2 separate regions of the Macaca mulatta genome follow, and region 1 is linked to region 2. A link is a contact called in public Hi-C data. All regions are on one chromosome and are shown on one strand. Each heading gives the region's core, a stretch centred on a gene start, on an enhancer-like site or on the middle of the called end of the contact. The rest is flanking DNA. Distances are from core to core; before and after follow the strand shown.

Region 1 (6,588 bases), core at 3,278-5,777, 41 kb after region 2:
GTCTCTACTAAAAAGACAAAAATTAGCTGGGTGTGGTGGCGGGCCCCTATAATCCCAGCTACTCAGGAGGTTGAGGAAGGAGAATCGCTTGAACCCGGGAGGCAGTGGTTGCAGTGAGCCAAGATCACGTCACTGCACTCCAGCCTGGGCGACAGAATGAGACTCCACTTCAAAAAAAGGGGAAGAAAACTGAGCAAGTCACACAGTAATTACAGAACATCCAAACCTCCAACACTATGTGTCCAACCCAAGTGATCATAGTCTTGTACCATGTACTTAATATACTGCACAAGAAACATGAATAAACAATACCCCGGGAGCCCAGAATTTGTTTCTAAGCTCTGTGTTTGGGAAAAGTGAAATCACTCATGACATCAGGAATTTAGTAAAGAAAAAGACATTGCCCTCGTTCTAAAAGACAAGCTGGGGTCAAGAACAGATCCATTCAGTCCTGGGTCTGGAACAGTCCCACCTTCTCCCTGCAACACGATTTTCACCCAATGCACCCTGCAGACAACCCCAATGCTCTCCTGACACAGTCACTGCCATCCAAGTACAATAAAAAAATTTTATTAAAAAAGTTTTGTTATATTACAGTAAAAAAGTTTTTACTGTAATATAACAATCTCAATCGCATAGTCCATAATTTAAAAACTGTCAAGAGTACCCCTCTTGATGCGTTTCAAGTACTTTCTCTATATAAGTTACAAGAACATAACATAGTTACCATTGATTGCTCTTCTAATCCTTCTCACAAAAATTCAAAAAAAATAAAAGGGGGTACAATGTACACTATTTGGGTGATGGCCACACTAAAAGCCCAGTCTTTACCATTATGTAATATATTCATGTAACAAAACTGCATGTGTATTCCCCGAATCTATAAAAGCAAAAAAATTAATAAAAAATAAATAGGCAACATGGGAGGTGAGAAATCTGGTTTTTGACTCACTGATTGGATTGCAGACCATCAAAGAAACACTGGGTTACCTACCAAGCCTTGGCATAACGGCTCCCAGAAACTGCTCATCTTCTTGGAAGTGGTTCTCTTGTAAAGATTCCAGCAATTTTTGCAGGACATCTTGGGGCACTTTGCAGCCTGTGCCCTTCAGTTCAGTGAATCTGGTTAGCCGGAAGCTTTTGTCCAATTCGTAACTTTCCGGGTTAAAGGACTCCCGCGTAGACATGGTTCTTGGGCCCCGCTCTCCTCACAGCTCAGCCCCTCCCCTCCCTCTGCGGGTTGGCTGGGTTCTTTATGGATCCACCTGGGTGTCACCAAAACACAAAGATGCCATGAAAAGAATTCCCACGGGAACCTGCCAGCGAATCAAGTGAATACATGACAAGAAAAAGTAAATGTGACAAGGGCTGAAATCATCAAGACCACTTATATTCATCACAGCAGAGCACATGACAAAATAGATCTTTTCATAAAGGGACTATGTCAGCACAGACATCTATGCAAGACCTGACATCTGGACTGTGGTTTTAACTGTGGCAAGAGGGCCAGCCTGCAGGTTCACATGACACTATGCCACCTTGAACAGCAAGTCCCAAAGGTTCTTCTAGGACTCAGCATTAGAACAGCACCTCTGGGCACTTCATATGTCAACCTGGAAGCACTGTGGTTTAGAAAGTGGCAGCCCTCACTAAGGTGACTTTTCTGGAAAATCTTTTGGTATCTTCTGCTTTAATCACATAGAAAAATGAAACGCTCAATACAAACTTGGCAGAAAAGGACATTAATGTAAATGCACTGGACAAAATTCTTCACGATGTTAAATCCTAATTTTAGAAAAACACGTTTTCCCTCTGTGTCCAAAGAATATACAACAAAAGGCTGGGCGTGGTGGCTCATGCCTATAATCCCGGCACTTTGGGAGGCCAAGGTGGGTGGATCACCTCAAGTCAGGAGACCAGCCTGGCCAACATGGCGACACCCCCGTCTCTACTAAAAGTACAAAAATTAGCCGAGGGTGGCGGTGCGCACCTGTAATCCCAGCTACTTGAGAGGCTGAGGCAAGAGAATCGCTTGAACGTGGGAAGCGGAGGTTGCCGTGAGCTGAGATCGAGCCACTGCACTCCAGCCTGGGCAACAGACTCCGTCTCAAAAAATAAATAAATAAACAAATAAATAAAATATACAATGCAATCCAAAACTAATAGGAGTCCTCTATAAAGGGCACAACTTAAAAACTGCAATGGCACTTTAACACAGCAAGGTCTGTATTCTTCAGCAGAATGCTTGGAAAGTTCTCTGAAGTTTTCATGTAGTGCTATTTCCTAGAAAGCAAACATCTAGCCCAGCAAACTAGTACACACATCATTGACAAAATGTGCTACTCCTCATTACCATTTCATTGCAGAACCTTAACAATAAATTAAGCCATACTAAATCACCAGCATTTCGGCCCTGTGTACCACTGTTAGGTTTCTGGAACAAGCACTCCTACGTTTTTTAGCCTTTGGGGCTAAAGGAAAAAACAACATGTGTTCCTCGAGTTTACAAACCTCCAGACAGATACTTTATTGGGACTAGAATTACAGACACCCCAAGTTTTAAGGTCAGTTTCCCCTATAAAATTTATATTAAGAACATAACTCCCATTTATAGAGTTTTCCATCCCTTGGGACGCACATCGCTCATATAAATCTCAAGAAGCCCGAGTTTGGGCAGTAATCCAAACCGTCTTCACAAAAACACGGTTTGAGATGAGCAATGATTTCGGTGGGAAACGTAACAACTGAACAGGAGTCAGCCTTCCTACACGATCCCAAGAAGCCTCCCTGCCCAAAAAGAGCAGGCGCCGGCCGCAAGTGACAGAGAAGAGAATTTTGAAGCCATCTTAGAGTCAGGGGAAAGTTTGAATACCACTTTGACTTGGAAGGCGTTTCAACAAAAACAACGAAGTCCTTTCCTCAAAAAACACCTCGCATTTAACGCAGCCTCACCCCTACCAGGAAAAAAAAAAAAAAGAAAAGAAAGAAAAAATCCAACTCACGAGGCATCCAGTTATTTTCCTACCTCCCATCTATATTCGTCTCCCGCTCCCAAAAAGGTGGGGAGGAAAATTGTGGGGAGATCACTTCCTTTTAAAACACTATCTTTTCAGAGTTTTAAGGGGGGGGAGTTTAAAACACCTTATATCAGGAGGCCGCTCAGATTTAAAATTAGAAATGGTACGAAGGACGCAAATCAGCCTCACATCCTAATGAAAAAGGTACCAGATTCTTACATTTTTGGAGGGCATGGGAAGGAGGAGGCGTGCTGGGGGAAATGTGCAGTGATTAGGGAACCAGGGGGATCCATTTGCATTAATAAGGGACGGTGCCCCGCGACCCCGCAGCCACATGTTTACGCCTTTAAAACAATGGCATGAATATTTAAAGCAACGTTTAGCCCTTTCCTTCCCGGGCACGTTTCCAGTTTGGTTTTTTTTTTTTTTTTCTCCTCCAAAGAGCGTGCGTAGCCGGGGAGCCGGTCAGCGGGGTGGGCCCGGCGCGCTGCCCCGCCAGCCCCGGACCTACCTCCCCGCCGGCCCCGCACAATGGGGCGCGCTCTCCAGGACGCCCGCGTCGGAGGCGGCCGGGGCGGGGAGCAGGGAGCCCGGGGACACCTTCGGGCTCAGGCCCTCGCCGCCGCCTCGGAAGGCCCAGCAGGCCCGGGCTGCGGGCGGGCGGCGGGGCGGAGGCGGCAGCTCGGGGCCTCGGCCGGGCCATCCCTGTGCGGGCCGGCGGGAGGCGGCGGGTAGCGCGCGCGCGCGCGCGCGCGGCCCAGGAGCCGGGGAGAACGCCTGGACCCACCCGCCCCGGGTCGACGGGGCCCGCGCGGTGAGAGGGGGAGGCGGGGAGGCCCCGGAGGCGCCCCGGGACCCCGGGCCGGCCGCTCCCGCCGCGCGCACGGGCCGCCGCCGTCGCCGCGCAAAAATGTCGGCGGGCGAAAAAATTAACCCCTGCGTGGCCGCCGCCGCCCTCCCCTCCGCTCCTCCCCGCCCTCCCTCCCTCCTTCCCCGGCCCCGCGCGGCGGCGGCGGCGGCGCGGGCGGCGCTTCTTTTTTAAAGCGGCCCCACCAAGCCCGGCGCTGCCCCTCTCCAGGCAGGGCTGGCGGGGCCGGCAGCGCGCGGCTCCCCGGCGGTCCCGGGCGGCCCGGAGGGGGATTTGCAACGGCCGCCGCGGGCCTGCGGACCCGGATTCCCCTTTAAGCCTGCGCCTCCCCCCCGCGCCGGGCCCGCCGCTTACCGGCTCGCTTTGCGCCCTCCGCCTCCTCCCGAAAACGGGCCGCGGGCTGCTCCCACAATGCACCGGGCGCGGCCGGGCTCCCTTAAGCGTCGCCTGAATAAAAATGCCGCGCCCGGCTGCGGCGGGGGCCCGGGCCCGCGCCTGAGCGCCGCGGGGCCTCGCGTGGCTCGGCGCGGCCCTGCGGGAGCCGGGCCGCCGCGCTCCCGCCGGCTGGGCGCGCGGGGGTCCTTTAAGGCCGGCCACCTCCCTTTAAGAGGCGGCCCGGGCTGCTGGGTGGTGGCATGCGGCCCGGGAAGGGGGCGGGGGCGCCGTGCAGGCCCGAGCGCTGCAATGATTGGTCTCGGGGGAGGGATGGGGGGTTGCAAACCCGAGGAGCGGTGGCATCCGTTGCATGATGCAAAAAAGGATTGATTTCAAAAGTTGCGAGTTGTATTGGCAGCCGCCCTTGGCGCCCGGGCCACCTTTTTCCCGGGCCCCGCGGCAAGGGCCGGGAACGCTTCCGCCACCTGGCCGGGTTCGACCGCGCGGCGCTCTGCGGGGCGTTGTACCTGCTCCCCGAGTGCGCAGCGGAGCGTCCTGGAAGACAATGGCCAAGGGAACAATTTGCACAGGAGGCTAGGAGCCCAGGAAAAGCCGCCTGGGCGCCAGGGATAGGTTTTTTGAAAACACAAACGGCGCGTTAGATGCTTGGGGACTCCCAGCGTCTGTCCTTCCTATTGTTTAGCTCGGCTCCGGAGTTCACGGGAGCCTCGTGAAATGTGGAGACGTCCTGCAAAGTTTCTTGAACACTTCATGTGCGTGGTAGGAAGTCTAGGAAAAAGGTTTACGGTTCCCCCCTGGTCGCATTGTTTGTCCTGCACATGTTCGAGCGAACATGGCAGCCGCAATCCTGGATGTGTTCGTATTGGCATCGAGCGGGGAGCTTCACGTCGTGAAGTAACTTTTTTCCGGGCTTTCGAGTTTCTAAAGCATTGCTGATGAAAATAAAGCAAATGCTTTCAGATATCGTTTAGGGCTTCCCTCTAAAACAGCAGTGTGCAGGAATGCCGATCCAACTTTTCTAGGGAGTAGGTCAGCATTTCCCAAATGTGTTTGGGAGCAGAAATGTTTTGGGTCACTGGACCGTACTTTACGTGGCACGGCAGGTTGGCACGCTACGCAGATGCCCTTTTCGTTGTTAACATTTCCGCTTGCCAGTTGCTCCGGGTTTTAATCTTGGGCTGGATGCAGAAGGGATGCTACCTCGAAGACAGGCTGCTCCTGTCTTTGTGTCCTTTCTTCATACCCTGCAGTAAGTTTGCAAAGAACGTGTTAGCCTGCATTCCTTTATTTATTTATTTATTTTGAGACGGAGTCCCGCTCTGTCGCCAGGCTGGAGTGCAGTGGCGCGATCTCGGCTCACTGCAACCTCCGCCTCCCGGGTTCAAGTGATTCTCCTGCCTCAGCCTCCCCAGTAGCTGGGATTACAGGCGCCCACCACTGGAGGATGGCTTCTCCCAGAGGGGAAGACAGGGTCACGGTTCTCATTAAGAGGGTATTATACTAGTCAAGCCCGGAGATGTACTTGAACTGAAAGCAAGGGGAATGCAGCCCAGGGAAGGGATTTGGTGTGATTTAGCTCGTAGGAAGGAGAGGAAGAAGGATAAGATGACCCCCAGGTTTCCAGTTTGCGGGGGTGAGGTGGGGGAGGGAATGAGGAGCGATGCTAATAATTGATCTGAGAACTGCTGAAAGGCAAACAAGTTTCGGGGTCAGTTCGGCTTTGGAAATGTTAAATCTCAGGTCTGCCGGATGGTATGGGGGTGGGGCTCAGAGTTGCAAATCTCAGATCTGCCGGATATTCCAGACCAAAGTTAATAGGGAAACAGGTCTGGAATTTGGTGTGACCGTGGGGCTCAGAGATGTAAATCTGGGTGCCATCAGCATCTAAAAGGTGTTCGAAGCCTCCGTCGGAGGTGAGATTAACCCCGGAGGGAGAGCTCAGGACAAAAGTGAAAGAGACCTTGGACAGAGCTCGGCAGAACTGGGAAATCAAGTAGCTGGGCGGGACAGAGGCTGATCCCCGCTGTGTCTGTGGGAGGCCACCATCCTCAGAACCGGCTCTTCCTCCCCGCCTCCACCCACCACGAGCTCACTGGGAAGCAGTTCTCTGCCGCAGAGGCCGTAAGCCACAGATGCCTTACTTCATCCAGGGCCACACTACAGCCTTGGCCCAGATCATCCGGCAGAGTCATGCCTCCTTTTCTTTGCCGGTGATGAGAGCTTCTTCCTTGGGTACTGCTTTGAGCTAGTCCTACGCTCCCCCCAACTCCCGGGCTCACCAGAACCCCATTCTAGGGAGCCATCCCC
Region 2 (6,291 bases), core at 2,204-4,703:
GACCATCCTGGCTAACACGGTGAAACCTGTCTCCACTGAAAACACAAAAAATTAGCCGGGCATGGTGGCAGGCACCTGTAGTCCAGCTACTGTGGAAGCTGAGAAAGGAGAATGGCATGAACCCAGGAGGCGGAGCTTGCAGTGAACCGAGATCGCACCCTTGCACTCCAGCCTGGGCTACAGAGCCAGACTCCGTCTCAGAATAAAATAAAATAAAATATGGACAATGTTTATTATAATAAAATATTATTACAATTATGTAAAACCAAGACACTATATTTAAAAAAAAAAAAAAAAGCCTGCAAAGAAATATGCCAAAGCAATTTTTAATAGTGATTGCCTTTAGTAATGGAATTAGGGATGATTTTAAAAAATTCCTTCTATTAGGCCGGGCGCGGTGGCTCACGCCTGTAATCCCAGCACTTTGGGAGGCCAAGGCGGGCGGATCACAAAGTCAGGAGATCGAGACCACAGTGAAACCCCTTCTCTACTAAAAATACAAAAAATTAGCCGGGCGTGGTGGTGGGCGCCTGTAGTCCCAGCTACTCAGGAGGCTGAGGCAGGAGAATGGCGGGAAGCAGGGAGGTGGAGCTTGCAGTGAGCCAAGATCGCACCACTGCACTCCAGCCTGGGTGACAGAGCGAGACTCTGTCTCAAAGAAAAAAAAAAAAAATTCCTTCTATTTCTCTGATGTTTCTGTAATGAATACATATGATTTTTCAGATGAGAAACAAATTCAATAAATTTTATATTTTTAACTGTCCAGTTGATGCACTCCAAGAAGTAAAGTAACAAAATCCAAATAAATGTACAGCATACCCATAAACTGAAATCACCCAACCTATTCCTTAAGATTGGAATTGTGGTTGTATGAGAATATTTAGGAAGGTCAAGATCTTCCCGTTTAAAGGTGATTTAAGATAAACCAAAGATGCTAGTTAATATGTCCATATAACCAAATTACAAGCTTAGCTTTTTTTTTTTTTTTGAGATGGAGTCTGGCTCTGTCACCTAGCCTGGAGTGTAGTGGTGTGATAGCAGCTCACTGCAACCTTGACCCCCCAGGTTCAAGCAATTCCCCCGCTTCAGCCTCCTGAGTAGCTGGGATTATAGGTGCACACCACCATGCCCAGCTAATTTTTGTATTTTTGTAGAGGTGGGGTTTCATGATGTTGTCCAGGCTGGTCTCGAACTCCTGACCTCAAGTGATCCACCCGCATTGGCTTCCCAAAGTGCTGGGATTACAGGCATGAGCCACCGTGCCCGGCCACAAGTTAATTTAAATATGATGTGTAATAACTGAATTTCTAAAAGTCAGATTATAAGGCTGGTGTGATGGCTCAGGCCTGTAATCCCAGCATTTTAGGAGGCCAAGGCAGGAGGATTGCTTTAGCCCAGGAGTTCAAGACCAACCTGGGCAACATAGGAAGGGCCCATCTCTATTAAAAATAAATAAATGTCAGATTATGTATTTTCTGGTATTTTTCCTTCTTTCTGAATCTTAAAATACATACAGAAAATTAGTCGGTCTTCAAAATTTTCCACAATTGTACTAATTAGAATAAATCCTGGAAACAGAGGATTTGTATAATAAAATTCTAATCAGGTAACATGTGGTATATTATATCATTACCACTCACGAAACTTTTGTATACATAATAGATTTCAAAATTAAAACTTAAACTACTTACTGGAATTGTTGAGGATGGAAACTGGCAGAGGCAATAGTCCCTGTAGTGGGATGAGCTACCTAGGATGTGAATTAAGGCAAATAAAGTAAAATACAGAAGGCCAGGTGCGGTGGCTCATGCCTGTAATTCCAGCACTTTGGGAGGCTGAGGCAGGCTGATCACTTGAGCTCAGGAGTTGCAGACCAGCCTGGCCAACATGGTGAAACCCCATCTCTACTAAAAACACAAATTAGGCCGAAAGCGCTGGCTCACGTTTGTAATCCTAGCACTTTGGGAGGACGAGGCGGGTGGATCACCTGAGGTCAGGAGTTTGAGACCAGCCTGACCAATATGCTGAAACCCCATCTCTACTAAAAATACAAAAATTAGCCAGGGGTGGTGGCGTTCATCTATAATCCCAGCTACTCGGGAGGCTAAGACAGGAGAATCGCTTGAACTTGGGAGGCGGAGGTTGCAGTGAGCCGAGATCGCACCACTGCACTCCAGCCTGGACGACAGAGAGAGACTCCATTCCAGGGGAAAAAAAAAAAAAATACTACTAGTACTACTACTAATAAGAATACAAATTACACTCGGGAGGCTGAGGCAGGGGAATAGCTTGAATCCCGGAGGCGGAGGTTGCAGTGGGCCGACATCGCGGCACTGCACTGCAGCCTGGCCACAGAGCAAGACTCTGTCTCAAAATAAAAACAATAATAACAATAATAATACAAATTCGCCTGGCATCGTGGCGCAACCCTGTAGTCCCAGCTACTTGGGAGGCTGAGGTAGGAGGATCTCTTGAGTCCAAGAGTGAGCCGAGATCGCACCACTACTGCACTCCAGCCTGGGTGACAGAGAGAGTCCCTGTTTCAAAAAAAAAACCCACAAAAGCAAAACTCTAGAAATTCCTTTTAAGGATCTCTTTTCTATCCGGTAACTGCAGGCAGTTGACATAGAATTGCATTGTTTCTTTAGCTTAATTGGTTACTTTCGGAATGTCACTCTCATCAGTCAACATGTTGTCTTTTCTTTCTCTCTGTTTCTCTCTTTTGGAGCGCACTGGCCTTCACGGCTCACTGTAACCTTGGAGTCCTGGCCTTGGCCTCCAGAAGAGCTGGGACAAATAGGCAAGGCGTGTGCCCCCGCGCCAGTCCTCACCCTCTGTCCTTCCCTAAATAGTGTCTTTATATAACTCGGTGGCAAGGCCGTAGTCCAGCAGGGAGGCCGTCCTGGGCAACGCCTGCCTGGCCAGCTCCTGCCCGGGAGGGCACCGTCCTGTACCCTCCCGTGGGAGCCGGGTCACCGCCTGCCTGGGCCCCTTCCAGGCAACCCTGCGCGCCTGTGCACCATGCGCCTGTGACTGGACATCTCTGGGTGTCTGGACAGCCGCAGGAGTCACACGCAGCCGGTGAAACGACATCTCCACAAAACAAGGAGCAGAGGCCCCCAGGGATCCCGGAGAGCAGCGCGACGCGGCAAGTGCCCCGAGCCCAGGGCGGCCGCGCGTGTCCTCGGGGGACGCAGCCTCCTCCCCGCTCCCCGGCTCCGGGAAGAGACGCGACCCAGGCGGGGACCCGGCGCGGAGCGAGGAGGCGCCGGGGCTGGGATGCGCGCGACGCCGAGGCCTCCACTCGGACCCGGGCCACCACTCAGGCTGCGGCGCCGGCGCCCGGTCCAGCCCGACACCCGCGCAGCTCAAAGGATACGACGGCCCCGGCCGAGGGGCGGCCGAGGTGGCCCAGTACGATCTGCAGGCGGGCGGCGGCGCGGGGCTGCTCCATGGCGGCGGCACGGGGACCCCCCCACTCAAGGTCTCGGCCCCATTTAGCTCCGCGGGCGGCTCCGCCTCCAGGCGCGGTCCGGGGCAAGACGCGGGCGGGATTAGGGGCGGCGCCATCTCGCGGGCCGGGCTGCTGGGGCGCCCTAGTCCGCTAGGGTCCGCGCGCCGGGCAACCGCGCGGAGCTGACGTGCTCCCCACACCATGATCCTTTCGTCCTTTCTTTTCTTTCTTTCTTTTTAAAAAGAGACAAGATTTTGCTCTGTCGCCCAGGCTGGTATGCAGTGCCCGATCATAGCTCACTGCAGCTTTGAACTCTTGGGCTAATTATAATTTTTTGTAGAGATGGGGTCTCCCTACGTTGCCCAGGTGGGTCTCAAACTCCTCCCCGCCTCCCGCCTCGACCTCCCAAAGTGCTGGGACTACAGGCGTGAGTCATCGCCCCTGCCCCGCACCCTGTTTCTATTCCATCACCAGGACCCTCACTGCCTCCCGGAGGCTCGGGGACCCAGTGACCAGGCCGAGGTCACTCCGTGACAAGTGGCTGGGCCAGGACCTCACTCACGCTCCTAACGTCATGGCTTCCATCTATTTCACCCCACGTGACTGCTCCTTCCATTGACAGCTGAAAGAATAAAATCTTCGATTTAAACAAAAAGTTTGCCAGGCACGGTGGCTCGCGCCTGTAATCCTAGCACTTTGGGAGGCCAAGGCGGGCGGATCACAGGGTCAGGAGTTCAAGACCAGCCTGGCCAACTTGGTGAAACCCTGTCTCTACTAAAGATACAAAAATTAGCTGGGTGTTGTGGCGCACGCCTGTAATCCCAGCTGCTGGGGAGGCTGAAGCAAGAGAATCGCTTGCAACCGGGAGGTGGAGAATGCAGTAAGCCAAGATCGCACCACTGCATTCCAGCCTAGGACGGGGCAAGACTCCGCCTCTAAAACAAACAAACAAACAAACAAACAAACAAACAGGTTTTTAACCAGATGCGGTGGCTCACGCCCGTAACCCCAACGCTTTGGGAGGCCGAGGCGGGAGGATCACTTGAGCACAGGATTGCTAGAGATCAAGACCAACCTAGGTAACATAGTGAGAACACCTGATCTACAAAAAATTAGCCAGGCCTGGTGGCAGGCACCCGTAGTCCCAGCTACTCGGGAGGCTGAGGCAGGAGAATGGTGTGAACCCGGGAGGCGGAGCTTGCAGTGAGCCGAGATCCAGCCATTGCACTCCAGCCTGGGTGACAGAGCAAGACTCAGTCTCAAAAAAAAAAGAAAAAAAAAAAAAAAAATTCCAGACATTGTGTGAGGAAGCATTGCAAAACTTTCTGTTAGCTGTTGCATGTAGCCCCCAGTCACCTTCCCCACGCTTGCTCGATCTATCACGACCCTTTCATGTAGACCCCTTAGAGTTGTAAGCCCTTCAAAGGGCCAAAAATTTCTTTGTCAGGGAGCTTGGTTTTTTGAGACTCAAGTCTGCCGAAGCTCCCAGCCTAATAAAGGCTCTTCCTTCTTTAACCCCGTGTCTGAGGAGTTTTGTCTATGGCACGTCCTGTGACAGGAGGATCACCTGAGCCCAGATCGTACCTCTGCACTCCAGCCTGGCCAACAGAGTGAGGCCCTGTCCAAAAAACACAAAAACAAAAAACAAACAAAACTCCAAAACAGCAACAATGAAGTTTTGAAAATAAAAATAAAAAAATAAAAATGCTAAGATTCATCCCTAAAAGTCATATATGCCATTCAAAAGGGGTATTTCATTTAGTGGGACTCCAGCCCATAATATTATAAACAGTTCGGTAGGTCATTAAAAAAAAAAAAATGAATAAAATAAATGACCTCCAGAAAAGTCTGATGCAGACAGCCCAGTAGGGTGTAAATTTCTTAGAGAACTGGAGCACCTCTTTGTAAGATTTCTTTTCTATTCCGTAACTATGGATATTGACATAGCATTGCACTGTTTTACTGTCTCATTTTCTCACTGATTTTTTTTTTTTAGCTTAAGAGTTACTTCCAGAACGTCGCAGCACACGTTATCACTGCTTGCATGAGATGTTTATAGAATTTGGTGACAATGTCGCAGTCCAGGAGGGAGGCCCGCAGCCAGCATCACCAGCCCCTTCCCGTTTGCGCAGGCGGGGAGGAAAACGGCAGCGCCAGGGCTTCCCCTGGTCCCTCCCGCTTTCTCCGGGATTCCGCCCACCCCAGGGTCTCAGGCCAACAGAAGGACCCGGGAGGCCTCAGCAGCTCCGGACCTCATCTGCCCCACTTCGGCATCCCGCGCGGGAATGTGACCATGTAGGAGTGACCCGCAGCTCTCAAGGACCCAGCGGTTTGTCACGGTTTGAACGGAAGCGCGGGGCCTGGGGCGGGTGCAGGTGCAGGGTCCGCCTCTTTCTGCCGGTGGGAACCCTCATTTCCGGGTGGATACCGGCGAGGCGGCGTCTCCTTACTGCCCTCGCTTGGTGAGATGTGGGTACTGCTGCCAGGAGAAAAAAAAACTGACGATGTGAATTCAGTTCATCACCCTTTCCTTGTTTATTAAAGGTTGGGGACCCTGGCCAGGCGCGGTGGCTCACGCCTGTAATCCCAGCACTTTGGGAGGCCGAAGCGGGCAGATCACGAGGTCAGGAGATCAAGACCATCCTGGTTAACACGGTGAAGCCCCGTCTCTACTAAAAATACAAAAAACTATCCGGGCGAGGTGGCGAGCTGATTTTTGTATTTTTGGTAGAGATGGGGTTTCACCGTGTTGGCCAGGCTGGCCTTGAACTCCTGACCTCACGTGATCTGCCCGCCTCGGCCTCCCAAAGTGCTGGGATTACAGGCGTGAGTCACTG

What was found. A called contact is a pair of places that touch in the nucleus more often than the background predicts.
Region 1: a contact with region 2 is called in a Hi-C map of fetal cortex germinal zone, with 1.9 times the contacts expected there. The contact joins the promoter of SEPHS1 here to the promoter of PHYH in region 2. A contact is called at or near these places in 3 of 14 Hi-C or Micro-C datasets (cortical neurons, fetal cortex germinal zone and liver).

What each region holds. Positions count from the first base shown.
Region 1 is chr9:14,892,636-14,899,223 of T2T-MMU8v2.0, forward strand. SEPHS1 (selenophosphate synthetase 1) reads right to left here and starts at 4,528. Exons shown (of 9, transcript NM_001190418.1): 1 at 4,240-4,528; 2 at 995-1,265. The coding sequence starts at 1,187.
Region 2 is chr9:14,852,610-14,858,900 of T2T-MMU8v2.0, forward strand. PHYH (phytanoyl-CoA 2-hydroxylase) reads right to left here and starts at 3,454. Exons shown (of 9, transcript NM_001195489.1): 1 at 3,380-3,454; 2 at 1,692-1,750. The coding sequence starts at 3,454.